Regions from separate parts of the Mus musculus genome. Here all the other regions are linked to region 1. Evidence: chromatin contacts called from public ChIA-PET and HiChIP or PLAC-seq data. All regions are on one chromosome and are shown on one strand. The core of a region is the stretch at or near the end of the contact, and the rest is flanking DNA. Distances in the headings are between cores, read along the strand shown.

Region 1 (3,785 bases), core at 377-2,876:
TGGCACAGACTTTTGAAACTGCCAAAGCCCTCCTCCAGTGACACACCTCCTCCAGCAAGGCCACACCTCTTCATTCTTCCCAAACAGTTCCACCAACCAGGGACCAAATATTCATATATATGTGCCTGTGGGGACTGTTATCATTCAAAACACCCCATTGTCACTCCCAACGCAATGAAGTCTTCTAAACCTTGTATGTAGTCAAGAACCCACTTCACCATGGTACCACCATCACAAGTTGTTGATCAGGAAAAAAAAAAAGGAACAAATTTTGAAATGATCCCAGTAGAGATTAACCTTGGAAAGCTGCAAACAAAACAAAGCAAAACAAAACATTGAGATACAGGCAGGGAAAGGGGCTCACTCCCAATCCTTGGATTAGAAGCCAGTCCACAAAGGAGAAAACACAGAGTTTGCCATATCAAGGGATATATAAATCATGATAAAATTGCCAGACAAAACACAGTCTTGTCAGTGAAAACTCCAAAGGACATAAAGACTTGATTTTGAAAGTCATTTCACTAACCAGGCTGGAGAAAAGCTAGCAAAACCTACTATAGCATGTAAGGTCTTTTCAGGATTTTAACCTGCTTCTTGGTTCACCTGCCTCCTGCCCTGGGTTTACCATATCCGGCCCATGATTTGGACTGTTCCTGGTCGTTTGGGTTTTTTTGTTTGTTTTGTTTTGTAACGTTTATTTGTTTTTATTTTTTTGTGTGGTGAGTGTTTTGTCTGCATGTGTATCAGTGCACTGTATAGTGAGCTGCCTGGTGCCTGTGGAGGTCAGAAGAGGGCGCTGGATCCCTGGGACTGGATGGTTGTGAACAGCCCTGTGGGTGCTGAGAGCCCAACCTGGGTCCTCTGCAAAAGCAAGTGCTCTTTACCACTGAGCCAACTCTGCACCTATCACTTTTAACTGTGGCCAGCGCTTGCAATTCATACCCTTCCTCTTTGCTGTGTTCCCATCTTCCTCCTCCAACCTTTTTAGTTCAAGAACCTTGGCTCATATTGGGCACTGAATTCCCATGGCAAGCGGGAGTCAGGCACGCGACAGATATACAATATCCGCTTACTGAATAAAATGGAATGGCAAGTTCTAAAAAAATAAAAAAAATAAAAAAAAAACAATTGGAGTTATGCCCCCAAACGCATTCCCTTTCTGGGAGAAAAGGATGGACTCACAAGGTTAGAAGCTAATCCCACCCATAATGTACGAACCCTGCCCACTTTCCTCTCCTGAGGCCTGTACTAGACTCTTACAGACATTTCTTCTGTTATTCTCACCTCGACCCTCAGAGACCTTATTCTTGTTTATCAGAAGAAGTGAAAGAGTTTCTGAAGATTTCAAGAGACTGATTTAGCTTACACTCTCTCTAGCCTTTCCTTCCCAAAGACAAAACTGCTGATCTTGGCGGCCCGCCCCTTCCCCTCATGCCCCGCCCAATCGCACTGCCGGAGACAAAACTTTGCAACTTTGCTCCCAGTTTGAGTTCTTAATCATCGTCACCTCCGCGTAAACCGAATCGGAACACACAAACTGAGCTCACAAGGGCTCCGCCCAGTGCGGCATGCCCCGCCCCGGTGCCCTAGCAACAAATAAACAGTTCGAGGTTCCGCGGGGTTTGTGCACTCGAAAGCGAGCTGTCCGGGTGCCGCCCCGAGTGGAGTGAGCCGAGCCTTGCTTACCAGCATCTGCGCCTCCGCACACCGCGAAGGCGCCCAATTGGAGGTGCGGCCACGGCCGGGGCAGGCGGCACAACGCCGGTGAGAGCGCTCGCGGAGGCTAGGGAAGCACCAGGATCGGGGCCGGAAGACTGCGACGCCGGGGTGGGGGAGTAGAGGTGGGGGGTATGGGGAAGAAATGTGGGGCCTGAATTTCGAGACTGGGGACTGGTGTCACAATCACCTCAGCTGAGATAGAAATGACCACGGAAATACCCATCTTAAAGTGGGAGGTTCGCAAGCGCTCGCCATAGCCCCAGTAAGCCTTTGAGACCTAGGTCTTTTGTCGTCCCCACCGGTACAGTTCAACCCAGCGTATAGTAGGAGGGCTCATTCTGAGACGGACTTAAGATGGACTTAAGATGACCTGCATCTGATGGACAGCAGCAGCAGATTCAGGCTGTACCCTTTCTGTGAAACTGGTTTTAGTCCCTTGGTTCTGTGGGGTAACTTTTTTCACTCCTAGAAGATGCTTTGGCGTTTGGGAAATAGAGGAAGATCAGCAACGAGGTTTGGATCCCCCCAAACTAAGTACACGCCAATAAGGGACTGTTCAGGCTGCCCTGAGATGTATGGTGGAATTCTTTACATGTAATAAAGTAAGGTTGGCCTTGGGAGGAGGGAGAGGTGTCCACACTGCATCTAACCCCACCCTACCCTAACCCTCCTCCTGCCGGTGCCGTCCTTCCCAGCCTCATTTTTCTTTCTAGAGTGGCTGTGGTTTTGTTGCCCCTGTCCGCAGCCCTCAGGGACACGCTGTTCTCTTCACTGTTGAACTTGCTGCTAAGCATGCACTGGGTAAAGGGGCCTCAACTTCTTGCACAATTATGGTATTACCATCTCTGCTTAAGGAAAAGTCTTCCCCGAACTAGACGGATGTTGCTCTCCTTGCACCTGCCCTATGGCTGCTACTAGTCTTTTTATCTCCTAGAGTAGAAATACCTCCTGGTCCCTCCTGTCCTGTAAGTACCCACAGCCCTTTGCACCACGCTTGAGGTGTCCTGCCTGTCTTGCTTTCCTTTAGCCTGCAGTTTGGGATGTGTTTAGTAAGCCTGCGGTTCTAATGTTTTCTTCTGGAACTAAGTATAGTATTAAGTAAAGGTGCCATCTCCTGACTTGTTTCTCGGCTTCTACTCTACTGCTCTTCTTTTTCCGGATCCAGGAAAATGAAGAATAACTTACAAAGCCCTCGAAACTAACGGCTTCTTCCGGCTCTTTGTATAAATGTCCAGCTTGTTAGTTTACAGAGGCTGAAGGCCAAAGCTGCTCTTCACTTGCTTTCCAGACCTGATCGCCCCTCCCCCTTTCCATCCCACCCTGCCCTACTCCCCATTTGCTTGTGGACAGCCACTCTGATCTTGGTTGGTCCCTTTATCTTTGCATAGCCTCTCCAACCGCAAAGTGTCTGTATTTATTTCTTCAGGTGGCTATGACCAAACACCTGAAACAACAGTTCAAGAGAAGGAGGGCTTATTCGGGGTCACACTCAGGTTTCCGTCTCACGTAGTGGAGAAGGCAGAGCTTAGGGCAGCGGAGAGTCCAACAGGGAAGGTCAGAAAGCAAAGAGGGTAGGGCCAGGTGAGACCCACCCCTAAAGACCTACTTCTGCTACCTAGTTCTACCCCCCTAAAGTCTCCTCAAGGCCCTCTTGGGAATAAACAATCAACATGTGAACCTGTTAGAGACATTTCATATTTGAACCAACACACCCATCTGATTGTAATTCATTATTCATTTAGCAAATGGTTCATCCATTCGGTGTGCCAAATAATAGTTTAGGCTAAGGAATTCAGTGGTAAACTCACAAACCAACCCTCTGGGTTCCTCTCAGTTACTATTAATTATTAATCACTATTAAGTAGTTGGAATGGTTTTAATGAGACTATCCTCCATAGACACAGATATTTGAACCCTTGGTCCCCAGTTGGAGCACTATTTAGGGAGGTGGTTGCAGCTCTGGAGGAAGTCTGTCGCTGATGGGGTGTGGGGAGTGCCCTGAGATCTCCCAGACTCCCCTCCCACTTCACTCTCTGCTTCCTGCCCCGGCCACGCCTCCTCAGTAG
Region 2 (3,785 bases), core at 677-3,176, 240 kb after region 1:
GCTAACAGTATCTTTAAGGCATGTCAAGGGTCTGGGAAGGTGGCTCAATTTGTGTTTGCCTAGCATGCACTAAACTGTGGGTTTGACCCCTAGCACCCCATACCTGACGCGGTGCATCGTCACCACACACCTGTGAGCCTAGCACTTGGGTGGTATATCTAATAAAACATGGGAAGTAGGCCAGGACTTACTGGTACACTTCTGTAATCTCGGCACATGGGATGCGGACGGACGCAAGGATGCTCGAGTATGAGACAGCTGGATTATGCAATGAGACCTATTTCCCAGCCAAGAACAACAACAACAACAACAGCAATAACCCAAACCAAAGACCAAAAAAACCAAGAACAACAACAAAAAAATATTGCTTTTTCTTTGCTTTCCCAATTTAATTCTGGGGAGAATGAATCAAGTATGACAATGGGTTAGGCACTGTGCATAGTCATACACGCTTTTGATCTCAGCACTGCGAACACAGAGGCAGGGGGATCTCTATGAGTTTGAGGCAAGCACTGGAACTGAGTTCCAGGAAGCCAAGACTACACAGAAGACTGTTTCAAAAAAACTAAAACAAAATAAAAACAAACAAAACCCCAGACAGACAATGGGTTAAAAATGGCAAACAGTGACTACATTACGAGGAGAAAGGGTGGCTTAGTGGTCAAGGGTTCTTGCAGAGGACCGGAGTTCAACCAGACGCACCAACATCAGGCGGCTCATATCTGTCTGTTACTCCAGCTCAGGGGATGAAGCGCCCCTCAGGGCACTTGAACTTACACATACTCACCTACACGTACAAGATGAAGAATAGAAATAGTTGTGCAAACCATAAGCCAAAGCAGGGGGAATTAGCAACAGTTCTAATTAAGAGGTAAGATAGTAACAGCAGTGTCCCACTAACACATCCCAGGAGCCACAAGCCAAAATCTTGCTGTGTACTCCAAGCCGGCCTCAAATCTCAAATTCATTCATTCATTCTCTCTCTCCCTCCCCCGCCCCCCTCTCGTGTGAGTACACTGTAGCTGTACAGATGGTTGTGAGCCTTCATGTGTTTGCTGGGAACTGAATTTTTAGGACCCCTGCTTCTCCCGGTCGTCTCGGCTCACCAGGCCAACTCTACTTGCTCTTGTCTACTGTCCACTGTAGCTGTCTTTAGACACACCAGAAGAGGGTGTCAGACCTCATTATGGGTGGTTGTGAGCCACCATGTGGTTGCTGGGATTTAAGCCCAGAACCTTCAGAAGAGCAGTCAGCGCTCTTACTCGCTGAGCCATCTCGCCAGCCATGGCTTCAAATTCTTGATCCTTCTGCCTCACCCTTCTTGCCCCCAACAGGCTGGAATTATAGGCATGGGCCACCATGTCCAGTTTGGCCAGACACACTTTGAGCTTTGCTGAGCGCTTCACTTCAACCAGAGGTGGTTACCACCAAGTCCATCCACACATAAAGAAATGGAAGCTCAGGGCTGGAGAGATGGCTCAGTGGTTAAAAACACTGACTGCTTTTCCAGAGGTCCTGAGTTCAATTCCCTGCAGTTACATGGTGGTGCATGATTTAACATCTGAAAAGTAGAGAATTTGCAAGTACAAGTCCCTGAAATGATGGCTAATTGTAGTTTCAGTGGGGCAAAGCAAGTTATTCCTAGATAGCAAAAGTGTCTGTAATGGGATCTGATGCCCTCTTCTGGTATGTCTTAAGAGAGTGGTAGTGTACTCACATACATAAAATAAATATATCTTAAAAAAAAAAAAAAAACCAAAAACCTCAAAAACCCAGAGGCCTACAGAGGTTACCTATTGCTGAGCTTATTTACCATGCTGTGCCCAGGGACAGGCTGTCTCTCTGCAGCTTCCCTTTCTAGCAGAGTGGGCATTAAACACTAAAAGGTCCACACTGACTCTGCGGCTACTTTTTGCTTCTTGTCAAGTCCCCAGGGAGGAAACAGCTCACGCTGCTCATGTGGTTTATGACAGGTGCTGCTGACAAAGATTACTACTGACTGTTCCCACCCAACAACAACAAAAACCTTTTAAAAATAAAGTATAGGTTTTGTTCTCTGACACTCAGAAGGGCTTTGGGGCTAGAGAAACACTGTAGACTGCCTATTACATAACCAGGGGAGTGCTCGTATTCTAGAAAAAGATCTAATAAACTTTTCTACTACTTTTAAGTACCTCTGTCAATGTGCTTGCTTCAAACAATAAAAGAACCCTTGAACATTGGTTCTTCCTTCCGGTTTCATCACTGCTGACCCACTGTTACAGACGTGCTGAGGCACACCTGTAATGGGGAGTGCACAGCAGTCCCGGGTGCAGATCATCAGCTTCTGGGCACCAGAGCTCCTGGCTCTGGCCCGGAGGCAGTGGGACCTCTAGGAATTTGAAACCACAATTAGCCATCATTACAGGGACTTTTACTTGCAAATTCTTTGCTTTTCAGAATTATTGTGAAGGCTGGCTCAGTAAGGGGGATGCTTGCCTCTTAAGCATTAAGACCTGGGAGTTTGAATCCTCAGAATTCATGAAAAAGCCAGGGGCACACACTTGTCATCCCAGTGCTGGGGAGATAACTGCAGAGCTGGGCAGGTCCCTGGAGCTTGACAGACAACTAGCTTTGCCAATTGGTGATATTCTATACCACTGAGAAGCCCTGTCTCAAACAAACAGTTCAAGGTATCTGAGAAACAGCATCTGAGGTTGTAGTCTGACCTCCCAAGAGCCCTGTCTACACTCTCAGGACCCGCCGCCCACCCCCAGTTTGTCCTACTGTCCATCCTCCGGCTGTGCGTGCACCAAACAAACTTACTGTGATTTCAGAGTATTTGTAATGTAAGCATTAGCTTGCAAGCCACATGTGGTAGCACAATCCCAGCGTTCAGAAGCAGAGTTTGAGGTCAGCCTGGTCTATATAGTTGAGTTCCAAACAAGTCAAGGCTACAAAGTAAGACTTTGTTTCACCTATCTCCCCCAAAGAATTAGCTTTGTATATACACTCTGGAAGCCCACTGTCTTATAATATTAAAGCAATAGATATGCTGATAACTATAAAATCTTTGATATAGTTCCTTCATATTTCTAGTTTTATTAGATTTGACATGCATAAAATTAGTTTTGTGAAAATCCATTCCCTTCTGAAGAAGGAAGGGTTTCACTGAGCACCCTTGTCCTTGGCCGCTGGTGGTTGGAATGACTATGGTTCCTAGCGGTGGGCAGTTTAGGAAGCATTAGAAGGTGTGTCTGGAGGAGGGCTTGCCTCCCTCTCTGCCTGCCTACCACCTGCATAGAGGCGAGGGGAGGAGTCAGTGGCTCAGTAAGCTCCACACTGTGGTTCCAGGCCACGCCTACTACCATGAGAGGAATGGACTCATCCTCAGAAACTGGAGCAAGTCCCAATTAAATGCTTTCTTTTATAAGCTGCTTTGGCTATAAGAAATAAAAAGTAAGAGCCCAGTCCTCAGAAAGGAGTTTTCTGTTTCTTTTGTTTTCGAGGCAGGGTGTAGCCCTGTGTAGACTATGTAGCCCTGGCTGTCCTGGAACTCAGAGATGCAGAGTTTGATTAGGCTTTTTTCCTCAACTGCCTTGAGAAAAATGCCTCTGCCAGGTCTCATCTCTGTCAAGGTGGACCTTAAAGGGCATGCAGGACTCCAAATTCTCACCCTGACAACCAGGAAAAAGACAGTCAGTCACTTCTCTTCAGGATCAAGTTCCAGCTCTACAGCATATGCTTGGCGAGCCCAAGGCCCTGGACTTGGTCTCTTAACACAAACAGGACAGGACAGAGGAGTA
Region 3 (3,785 bases), core at 602-3,101, 250 kb before region 1:
GCTACTTTTCATGACATTGTGAATGTTTCTTGAGAGCAAGTCTTGCCAGCACAGAAAAATAAAAACTCTCAAATTCTACAAGGATACCACCACTTGAGTACATGCTAGGATTTTAGGAAGGCTTCTGATGATAGGGTTTTTGTTTTTGTTTTTGTTTTTTGTTTTTTGTTTTTTTTGAGACAGGGTTTCTCTGTGTAGCCCTAGCTGTCCTGGAACTCACTTTGTAGACCAGGCTGGCCTCGAACTCAGAAGTCCGCCTGCTTCTGCCTCCCAAGGCATGCACCACCACGCCAGGCTCTGTTGAAAGTTTTAATTGTCAACTTGATACAATCTAGAATCCTCCGGGAAGAGAATCTCCATGCAGGATCTCTAGATGAAGCCAGCCTGTTGGTGTGTCTGTGGGTGGTTGTCTTGATTACACTAAGTGATATAGGCAGGTCTGCCTGTGATGGGCAGCACCATTCCCAAGACAGGGGATCCGGGACTGTGTTAAGTACAGAGAAGGTGCTGAGTACCAGTAAGCATGCATGTATTCATTTCTCTCTGCTCTTGATTGTGGATGCAACCAGCTAAGGTCCCTGTCTAAGGTTTTCCACAATGATGGACTATGACCTAGAATTGTGAGTCCAGAATACATCCTTTTAGCCTTATAGTTGCTATGTCAGGATATTTTATCACACCAACAAGAATAAAATTAAAACACAAAATGAGCCCCCAAATTGAATTAGATTCCTCACATAGTTCTGGAGACTTGGGTACCAATTAAGCATGTATCTGAAGTGTAGGAGTCAATTTGCTCTTAAACAACAGAGATAACAGAAACGATCTATATCTGGCTGACTGTGAGCTATTCTTACAGAAACAAGAAATGAAAAGCTATGCTATTGAGTTGTCCGTCAACAAGGAAAAGTTACTCAAGGTTCATTCAGTCCAGTCTCCTAGCCGTTGAGGGAGACTTGCTTAGGGGAGCTGTGACTTAAAGAAGCTGCAAGAAAGAAAGAACTGACGGAAGGAAGGAAGGAAGGAAGGAAGGAAGGAAGAAAGAAAGAAAGAAAGAAAGAAAGAAAGAAAGAAAGAAAGAAAGAGAGAAAGAAAGAAGAACTGAGTGGAGAAGGGAACGACAGAAACTTCATGAGGCAGCTGGGCCACAGGTATTCATCCAAGATGGACTAGTTTCCTGCGGACAAACCCGAAGGTGCATCAGGGACAGTTGATGGAAATCACAGTCCATCCAGCCCTGACATACCTGAGCGATAAAGGCTTGGTGTTGACATGTTCTCAGGATAGACATCTGTCCCCACAGGTAACAGCAGCTACTCTGAGTGACTCCGAGGTTATTTCCCCATATATATCTCGAGCAGGAAGAATTTAAAGAAGCAAAACCCCCAAACTCCGGTTCTTCTCCACCAGGGTTCTAGGTAAAGTTGAGAAAGATCTAACTAACAAAAAGCAAGAAAAGATTGGTAGGGCTGGGGAATTGGGCAGGAATGGAGTGAAAACTCTTGCCTGCTTTAGGCATCCCCCTGCCACCCTAAACTGAGAGAAATGTCCTCTCCTAAAAGTCACGTCAAACAACCTTAGGACCAACTAAAGATTCAGTCAAGTGCCTCTGGGACACAACTTGCACGCATCCCCCCCCCCCCCCCCCCCCGCGAGGGTCTTCTGTAGGGTGAAGGTTCCCGAATACCCCCACCCCAGCCCCTTCGGGCATTTAGGCCGCCAAAGCTGGGGCTCCTCCTCTCCAGCGTCTGACTCTCCCCTTGCTTTTCTTCGCTCGGGCCCTCCCCCAGCCTCCGCGGATGGGGGGGCCGGGCTTGGCTCCGCGAGGCCCGTGCATTCCAGAGAGCAGGGCCAGCTAGAGCAACAAAGGAGCCCGGTAGTCGGCAGGGAGAGCTCAGGGGGCTGCGGCGCGCTCGCGCGGAGGTGGCTGCTGGGCCGCGGGCTGGCGTGGGGGCGGAGCCGGGGACCCACTCCCGCACCCCCCCCCCCCCCCCGGCCGGCGCCTGGCCTCCATCGAGGGGCTGGGAGTCGGTTTTAATGGTGGGAGAGGGAATGGGGCTGGAGATCGGGGCCCCGGAGGGTTCCCAGGGTTGAAGACAGCTTCGATCTCCAGGCCAGGGAGTCCGGGGTCTGTGCATCCTGGCCCGGGCCTGCGCTGCTCAACATGGGGCCCGGGTTCCAAAGTTTGCAAAGTTGGGAGTCGAGGGGCCCGGACGCGCGCGGCGCCTGGCGAAAGCTGGCCCCAGACTTTCGGGGCGCACCGGTCGCCTAAGTAGCCTCCGCGGCCCCCGGGGTCGTGTGTGTGGCCAGGGGACTCCGGGGAGCTCCGGGGCGCCTCAGCTTTTGCTGAGTTGGCTGTTTGGCCATGGCCGCTGGCCGCCCCGTGCGTGGGCCCGAGCTGGCGCCCCGGAGGCTGCTGCAGTTGCTGCTGCTGGTACTGCTGGGGGGCCCGGGCCGGGGGGCGGCCTTGAGCGGGAACGTGACCGGGCCTGGGCCTCACAGCGCCAGCGGGAGCTCGAGGAGGGACGTGCCGGTGACCAGCCCTCCGCCGCCGCTGCTGAGCCACTGCGGCCGGGCCGCCCACTGCGAGCCTTTGCGCTACAACGTGTGCCTGGGCTCGGCGCTGCCCTACGGAGCCACCACCACGCTGCTGGCTGGGGACTCGGACTCGCAGGAGGAAGCGCACGGCAAGCTCGTGCTCTGGTCCGGTAAGCGCGCGGGAGTCGGGATTGCGACGCGGAGGTGATGGGACCGGCCACTGACGGAAAGAAAAGGCTCAGGCCTCAAACTGTTGGGCGGGCGCGGCTTGCACCCGGAATAGTTGGAGAAACGAGTCCGGAACTTTTGGGACAGGTTGCGTGCGGGAAGGAGACTCTGCGTGTTGGAGAAGGGGTCGGGGCAAGAGACCAGGGAAGCCAGTCGGTCACAAAGAGCCCGAGTAAGGATGGGGTTAGGGGGATGCAAGGAGGGAGAAGAGATGTATTCGTGAAGCAACAGTCCATGGGGATTCTGGGCAGTGTTCAGACCTTGAGGCAATCTGAGTTGTAGAGAAGAAAGAGAGGATGAAGGTGGAAGACATTTAAGGATTTGGAGGGAAGGGGCGAGGAAAACTTGTACATTCTGAGAAGGAAAAAAAAAATGCCTCCTTGTAGTAACTAAAAAGCCAAACGAACCACCTGGTAATCTTGATTTAGATCAGCCCAGGGAACCAATGATTTTTGTCTTGTTTTTACCCGTTTAAGTTTCCTTATCTGAAAAATGGAAGCTCTGATCCACTCGGGTTAAGAAGGAGGGAGACGATTTAAACAGTTGTTTGTGGCTCTGTGGAAATGTGAAGCCTCACGCCAGTGTATGCTGTGGAGGAACATTAAGTCTGGGGTGTTGAGAGCCTGTGGGCACCGTCCAGAGTGGCAGAAAGTCCTTTCCTTGGGGTAGGATTGTGACAGAGCCTGAAAACAGCAGACTACATCAAACAAGTCCTTCCTAGGCTATTTAGGATGGTTTATCTCTCTGCCTGTCACCCAGTTGGACTGAGAGCCTGTAGGGTGCTGGGGAGGGGACAGTCCTTGTCATTTTCCCATCCCTCTTCCCCACCCCGAACCCCCACTTCGGTGTGATGTAAAAGCTGTCCTTGATGGAAAAAGAAAATAAAATTGAGAGCCCGGAGCAAACCAGAGAGCCTGACAGTGTCCCTAGCTTTAGCTCTTCCTCTGAGGTTGTGAGGCTCCGACTAGGAGGTAGTGTGAACCGTAGGCTGACTGTCTTGGGCTGAGGTGTGTTGTCAA

What was found. ChIA-PET counts read pairs in DNA pulled down with a chosen protein or histone mark. HiChIP or PLAC-seq counts read pairs in DNA pulled down with a chosen protein or histone mark.
Region 2: a contact with region 1 is called in an RNA polymerase II ChIA-PET map of memory CD8 T cells, with 11 read pairs. The contact joins the enhancer-like site here to the promoter of Smkr-ps in region 1. A contact is called at or near these places in 1 of 39 promoter capture datasets (embryonic stem cells), 7 of 484 Hi-C or Micro-C datasets (embryonic stem cells and muscle stem cells), 5 of 115 datasets of contacts at active chromatin or transcription factors (effector CD8 T cells, embryonic stem cells, memory CD8 T cells and 1 more) and 1 of 9 other capture datasets (embryonic stem cells).
Region 3: a contact with region 1 is called in an H3K27ac HiChIP or PLAC-seq map of embryonic stem cells, with 3 times the contacts expected there. The contact joins the promoter of Smo here to the promoter of Smkr-ps in region 1. A contact is called at or near these places in 1 of 115 datasets of contacts at active chromatin or transcription factors (embryonic stem cells) and 1 of 9 other capture datasets (adipose tissue).

Annotation. Positions count from the first base shown.
Region 1 is chr6:29,983,703-29,987,487 of GRCm38.p6, forward strand. It overlaps Smkr-ps (smal lysine rich protein 1, pseudogene), which reads left to right and starts at 1,627. Exons shown (of 2, transcript NR_040264.1): 1 at 1,627-1,764.
Region 2 is chr6:30,225,260-30,229,044 of GRCm38.p6, forward strand. All of the region lies in intron 5 of Ube2h (ubiquitin-conjugating enzyme E2H), which reads right to left. Among named protein-coding and RNA genes, the nearest start is that of Gm31221, 49 kb to the left of the region's middle. Within about 2 kb of position 1,927, at least 48 of the 459 cell types and tissues checked have an H3K27ac peak or open chromatin away from gene starts, as enhancers often do. A contact at or near this core is called in effector CD8 T cells and memory CD8 T cells, where this site is marked.
Region 3 is chr6:29,733,646-29,737,430 of GRCm38.p6, forward strand. Smo (smoothened, frizzled class receptor) reads left to right here and starts at 1,852. Exons shown (of 12, transcript NM_176996.4): 1 at 1,852-2,708. The coding sequence starts at 2,366.